Regions from separate parts of the Zea mays genome. Here region 2 is linked to region 1. A link is a contact called in public Hi-C data. All regions are on one chromosome and are shown on one strand. Each heading gives the region's core, a stretch centred on a gene start, on an enhancer-like site or on the middle of the called end of the contact. The rest is flanking DNA. Distances are from core to core; before and after follow the strand shown. Region 1 has its middle 110 kb from the start of LOC100501819. Region 2 has its middle 29 kb from the start of LOC100278151.

Region 1 (3,272 bases), core at 242-2,741:
CTTCAACGTGTGAAGTTGTGGAGACTCTGATCTCTTAAGAAAAGCAAAGTGAAACTCAAGTTCGATCTTGGTGATCATTTGAGTGAGAAAAGGGTTGAGAGAAACTCGGTCCTTAGTGGACTCCTCAATTTTTAATTATGCTTGGATTAAATCATGTGTACATGGATGTGGAAGTGTGACTATATTTTACTATGCCTTTGTTGAGTATCTGTACAAATATGGATTAATTATAATGCTCATCATTATCCAAATGTGTACAAAGGGAATCAAAGTTATCTCTGGTGTATTGTTGACGAAATTACTATTAAAGGGGGGATTTTGACAAACACATGGCACAATATTGCATATTTATCTTCTTTTTAGGGGAATATTTTGGTTTAGATCTTTTGTCGTTCTTTTTCACTTTGCTTTTGAATTTTAATCATTTTTTTCTAAAAGGGAATGTCAATATTCAATGTTTGTGTGGTATTGTCAATACTTTCACAAAGGGAAGATTGTTAAATCACGTGTGACAAAACATTGAGTTATATTGGCATTGGTTTGGCAAAGTGATTTACATGATTTTTGAACGTAATGTATGTGTGTAAATATGTGTTTTGATATTGATGTAACATGCTTGGTAAGTGTTGTTCTAGGTTCAGTTTTAATGTGACACTGTAGTTTATAATATAAATTGAAATAGTTTTAAAAAATATTTTTAATCTAAATAATAAACAAAATAACTTATCTAAATGTGTTCTAAAGATTTCCATCTTCAGCTTCATGATTTTTTAAAGCTTCTAATGACCTACTTCACTAACTTCATCAGATTTTTTTGAAGATAAGCAGTATCAAACAAGACCTAAGTTCACGAAGAAACTGATGTATTTGGTCCAAGAAAATGTGCGGAATGTTTTGGACTTCACCCCGGTGCACGTGTCATTTACATGCATTGAAGACGAACATAAATCGGCTGATTGATTAGGTAGACAAGTGGCGCCTGGCTCGGGCGAGCGTGGTCCACGAGAAACTGAATTTTGTGGCGTATCCATACATGCAGCTGGAGAATATGTTTTGGCCTACATTGCATGTGTAGGTGTAGACTCAGCCTCGCTATATGCAGATGTTGCTTTATCAACGCACCCAAGGTCTAGATCGATTCACGCAGGATACCAATGAGCCAGAAAGCGTTGAGTTGGATGCTTGCATGGCAGAGTCAGAAAAGGAAAAGAAAAATAAAAAAAAGGAAAAAAAGAGAGATCAGACGCATCTCTTCTTTGCGGGCACTAGCAACAGCCCACTGCGGTGGCGTGACGGTAAGGCCTGGCGAGCGGCCCACCGCACTCAGCCTGGATGAGCGCGGCCCATCAGGGCAAAGTCCTACTCGGTCTTCTCAGGCGCGCTGTCATGTGTAGGAGCTTCATAAGAAGTGGCGCTCAGGCCGGCAAAGGCTACTGGCGGCTGGGTGGGAGCTCCTCGGGCGCTTGAGCACGGGCGCACGCTCGGCCTATTCGGCCTCTAGGTGGGAGGCGGCCTACTCGGCTGGGCTGGCCTAGTGGCGCGCGGTCTGCGGAAGGGAGCGGCCCAAGGCGCTCAAGCGGCACGGCGCTCAGCCTGTTGGGTGTTAGGACGACAAAGAGATGATTGGCAATTACCCGAATTACCCGACGTGTTCTCTGCCGCGGACTGGGATCGCTCGCCAGCTAGGCCCTCTAGAAAAAAGTTGGAGCAACATTGTATGAGAACATATTACCCATCTTCGAGGACAAGGGGCGGAACGACCTCTCGATCTACTTACTGCAGCCCAGGACGGGCGTCGTCGTTTAGGCGTGACTTCTTGTTTTGATCTCCCCTACGCCTAGGACGTTGTCTGGGCCAAGAGCCATAGTTAGTTGTTGTTTCCATTTGGTTCTTCTTTCTCGTTGTTGATACCGGCAAGATTCAGCCAGATGATGATGTCTGCTGGTTGGTAGTGAGAGGACTCTTAGTACCCGCAAAAAAAAGGGCGCTGGTGAAAAATCATGTGATTTAGTTTCTTGCTCTCCCTTAGCCGCGGGAAAGGAGTCTATCTATCTGCCTAGCTTTGGTAGATTTCCCCCAACGCAATTCAAAAACTTTTACCCGATATAAAGGTAGGTACGAGATAATTTATCTACTTACGAGTATGTTAATGAGCAAGAACCTCTACCTGTTGGGTAGACAGGTACAAGTACGGGTTGGTATTATTCATACCCGTCTACCAATGGATAAAATATAACCGCATCAATAGCACTATAATCATCTAATAGAATCTATCTTAGCTAAAATGGAACCCATCTCTAGCTATCATTTGTCTAGCTACCAAGTTATGTAATCATATAATTTGCTATATGTGAAGTTAAACTTGTTTTTGTATGTTTATTTTAATATTATGAGTGATGAATATATTGGAATTTAAGACTTTCCTAGCTGGTACAGATTACCCGACGGGTAAAATTACCCGCACGAGTACGGATATGGGTAAAGATTTTATACCCGCGAGCATATACGGGTAACCTAATGGGTATAATTTTTTTGATGGGTACAGGTATGGAATGGTACTACCCGACAGGTATGTACCCGTTGCCATCCCTACTGAAGAGTTTGTGGCGGCCTCGAATGAGTCTTCGACTTCCTAGATAGAGATGTAATTGAATCCGATACCGATAGATATTACATGTTCCATATTTATTTCTATATTTTTTGGGTATTCGAATAGGATACAAATATTATCAAGTTGTATCGGATAAGATTTGAATATATATTAACATCTTAATTTTCAACTTTGAGTATATAGATACGAATATAAATAATACTCGGACTTGGATGTAGATCGGATCTCAAACCTTTTATATGGATCGAATTCGAATACAGATGGATAATATTCATACCATTTACATCCTTATTTATAAATAAAAGTATTTCCCTTTTTGATATTAGAGAGGTTTAGCCACTAGATTAGAGAGATTAATCTATGTTTTTTAGAAATATTGAGAGAGAACTATATGGTCTTTTGACAGTCGGATGTGTTTAAGTAAGAGAAAGTAGGCAAATAAAATAATCTGGAACGTTGGTTTTGTTGACAGTGGGATTTGTCTGGGGTAAAAACGGTGGGTGGGTTTAGTAGAGGCATGAGTGGGTGAGAAGATTTATGGGTGGACTTAGATTAGTTTGATCTAGTGGATTTAAGGGGTAGAGATAATGACTAGCACCAGCGGCATGGAAACAAGTACAGGGGTAATCTTTTTTATTGGATCAACACACGATGAGGAGAG
Region 2 (3,173 bases), core at 2-2,501, 230 kb after region 1:
CCCACCTCTCTCACGTTGGTCTCCGGCCGCCTCGCTCTCCCCCCTTCGCGCTCGCCCTTGCGCTCGACCCATCTACGCTGGGGCACGCGACGACATTCACTCGTCGGCTCAGGGACCCCCGGTCTCGGAACGTCGACATCTATAATTTTTTTAACTTGTGTTGTTTTATTTTTTGATATCCCAAAGATATCAAAAACAAGTGATCAACAATGTAGTAGTGGAAACACTGAATAAACTAATAATTTGTGCCCTCTACCTAATATATATGCATGTTTATATTAATGTAGGACGGCCCTAAATGTTCTTGGCTCTAGGTAATGTGCCGCTCCAGCTTAGAAAATACTATAGTGGCGATTAGGCGCGTGGTTAACGCAAACGCTTGTCGTTATTAGTTCGCGCAATGCATTGAGGATCAGATTCTAACGACATGCAAATGGGCCCCTTTTCATTCCGGAGACCAGATTATTATATCGGTCCTCCTTTTAATAATATAGATGATTCTTATTTTCTGGTAGGGTCAAAGTATCTTAGTTTGATCAAATTTATATAATAAAATAACAGTATTTAGTTATAAAATAAGTATTAGTAATATTTTATTAATTATATTTTGTAGTATATATATATATATATATATATATTTGTCATATTTTTGTATTTTTAAAATAATTTTAATTAAACTTGAGATGCTACCAAAAAAGTTATTACGTGCAATTAATGATCTACTGGCTACATAATTAAGCTAGCTAGTTCCAAAGCGAGGAGCATCAACAGATAAGACCAAGCTAGTTTGTTGAGCCTTCATGCATGGATGGTAACGGTTGTCGGTCACAACAAATAGCATCTAGACACCGACCAGATCACCAGAGTATGAGTTGATTACGGGGTCTCACTTTCGTTTCCAGAACAGATAAGTTCTGCATGCATGGCGAACTCAAAGACAAGTCCATTACGATCGAATCGATACACAGTGCCTGTCACTGTCACTGTCACTTTCGTTTCCAGAACAGAAGTCGATCGTTCGACGACGATGTACTCCCTCCGTTTCTTTTTATTTGTCGCTGGATAGTGTAAAATTGCACTATCCAGCGATAAATAAAAAGAAACGGAGAGAGTAGTAAACAAACTGTTGGGTTGGCAGAACTTCGCCACTGATGAACCAAAATATAAAATGATAGCTCACGGATGGGTTTTGTCAGCAACGTAACTGGCTGGAAAAAGTCGAGCACATCGACGCACGCTCTTGGACTATGTGGCGTATGGTGCGTTCCACACTGACAATGATACTCTGATACTGATATAATATATTGGCACTTGCATTGTAGACAGTCATGTTCGCTGCGGCGATTCTACGTTTTCTATAGTATTTTGTCTTTATAAATTATAGCTGCAGCAGTCTGAACAATTAGATTAAAGCCATATAGAACAGGCGAGTCGTCGTCGGCGAGGACAGGACAACAACTTTATGTGTCCAAGCCACCAGTAGTTGAAGAACCAACCACTGGAATTTTGCAAATGAAATTCTAGAAAGAAACTCTGAGATGACACGGCGGTTTGCATGCTAATGAGTCAAGAGCTCCAACACAATGCTTTGTACTGATTTAAATCTCTACCTGTTTTTACTGTGCTTGAAATATTTTGATCAAAAAAGGTATGTACCATTCCTTAGAAAAATTAAATTCGATCAGAGCACAAAGGGATTAATAAGGCTTCATCATCCAGATTTAACATGCATAATGCACTGAACTAGAGATTGCAACCTACTATGAACTTAGTCTATTGTCTTCTCATATATACACATGCTCTACCAAACTGGTCCGAAATTTCTTCAGTTAACGTACAAGTAGTGCCTGGAAACATGGGTCTATATACAGAAAGATTGGAAGCAGGAAAAGAAAATCACATGGCCCAAACGTTGATCTAGAATCTACACTCTTGTAATCACCTGAAATAACCTGGGTCATCAGCACTTGCATAAACTAACCGCCTGCATAGTTGTGCTGTGCTCTGCACTGGGCATTTGAGCAACGTAAAGAAGAATCCAGTAAGTAACTGCTATAGAGAAGGTGTTAGTTAGGTCGCAAGAGATTTCACTAGGCAACTGCTATAGAGATGGAACCGAAGGACACTTTACTGGCTGTAGTATAAATCTTGCCAATAAAATAGCCGATGCAGTTATTAGTGATGGAGGGTAAGAGACTAAGAGTAGATTGTACTCCAGTAGTGATATATAGCTCAGCGTACATTGGCGAGGAACCTGAGATGCAAAGCAGGATCCTGTACAGACAGAAAATGTCAGTGAATGGTTGTCTTTGTAACTTAATAGGAATTCCTTCCAGTAAACAGAAGCTGACTATATAGCAGTACCTCATCACACTCTTGTGCAGCACGAGCAAATATACTATTGTAAGCAAAAACGAAAAGAACAGAACAGAAGAGTTACTTGGATGTTAGATTAGTATAACACCATAAATTTTACTAAAACGAAGTAGAACAGAAAAGCACCTCAAAAAGCACTTTTGCTGTGGGTGCTGTCATTTCAAAATTCAAGTAATTCAGTACAGAAACATCCATATCTAAAACCTGTTAATGTACAGGTTTTCTTAGTGACAGTGACAAAGAAGGGACACTATTGGATATGGTATGCTGTTTTTTTTAAAGTGATATAAGAAGGAAACATATCACAAACCTTATCTCTGAAGTATGTATTGTCTTATGTAGCAGAACAAGGGATTATATTCTCGTTTTGCAATTTTCGAAAACCGTTTTGTTGACCAAATTTTGACTTTTATATTTTTAGATTTCAAACTGAAATACCTCTGAAACCAGAGCGAATTTCGTTTCTCGTCTACTACCGAGAACGAGAAATTTGCCAAGAAACCGAGCGAGAAATACAACACTGAGCAGAACTAGTACAATGACCATTGCAACAGCACACACTCATATTTGATGAGTGACTCTGGCAATCCATTTAACCGATTTTCTTATACAAGATCTATTTTGCACATGACTAGATTCCAAGACCTACTAATCTGTACAGTCTGCTCGCATGCACACGAGAACTACTCCTATGTTGTTGGTGCAAATATCATCCAAGTATCTGAACCTGGCAGATCCTACAAACTAATCTACATCCTCTGCTTTGCATGTGCACGAAATGATGCACTCTGTAATCT

Evidence for each region. A called contact is a pair of places that touch in the nucleus more often than the background predicts.
Region 2: a contact with region 1 is called in a Hi-C map of leaf, with 6 times the contacts expected there. The contact joins two enhancer-like sites. A contact is called at or near these places in 4 of 25 Hi-C or Micro-C datasets (ear, leaf and tassel).

What each region holds. Positions count from the first base shown.
Region 1 is chr8:2,984,395-2,987,666 of Zm-B73-REFERENCE-NAM-5.0, forward strand. No RefSeq gene overlaps it. Among protein-coding and RNA genes, the nearest start is that of LOC100501819, 110 kb to the right of the region's middle. Within about 2 kb of position 1,492, at least 17 of the 20 cell types and tissues checked have an H3K27ac peak or open chromatin away from gene starts, as enhancers often do. A contact at or near this core is called in leaf, where this site is marked.
Region 2 is chr8:3,216,385-3,219,557 of Zm-B73-REFERENCE-NAM-5.0, forward strand. No RefSeq gene overlaps it. Among protein-coding and RNA genes, the nearest start is that of LOC100278151, 29 kb to the right of the region's middle. Within about 2 kb of position 1,252, at least 6 of the 20 cell types and tissues checked have an H3K27ac peak or open chromatin away from gene starts, as enhancers often do. A contact at or near this core is called in leaf, where this site is marked.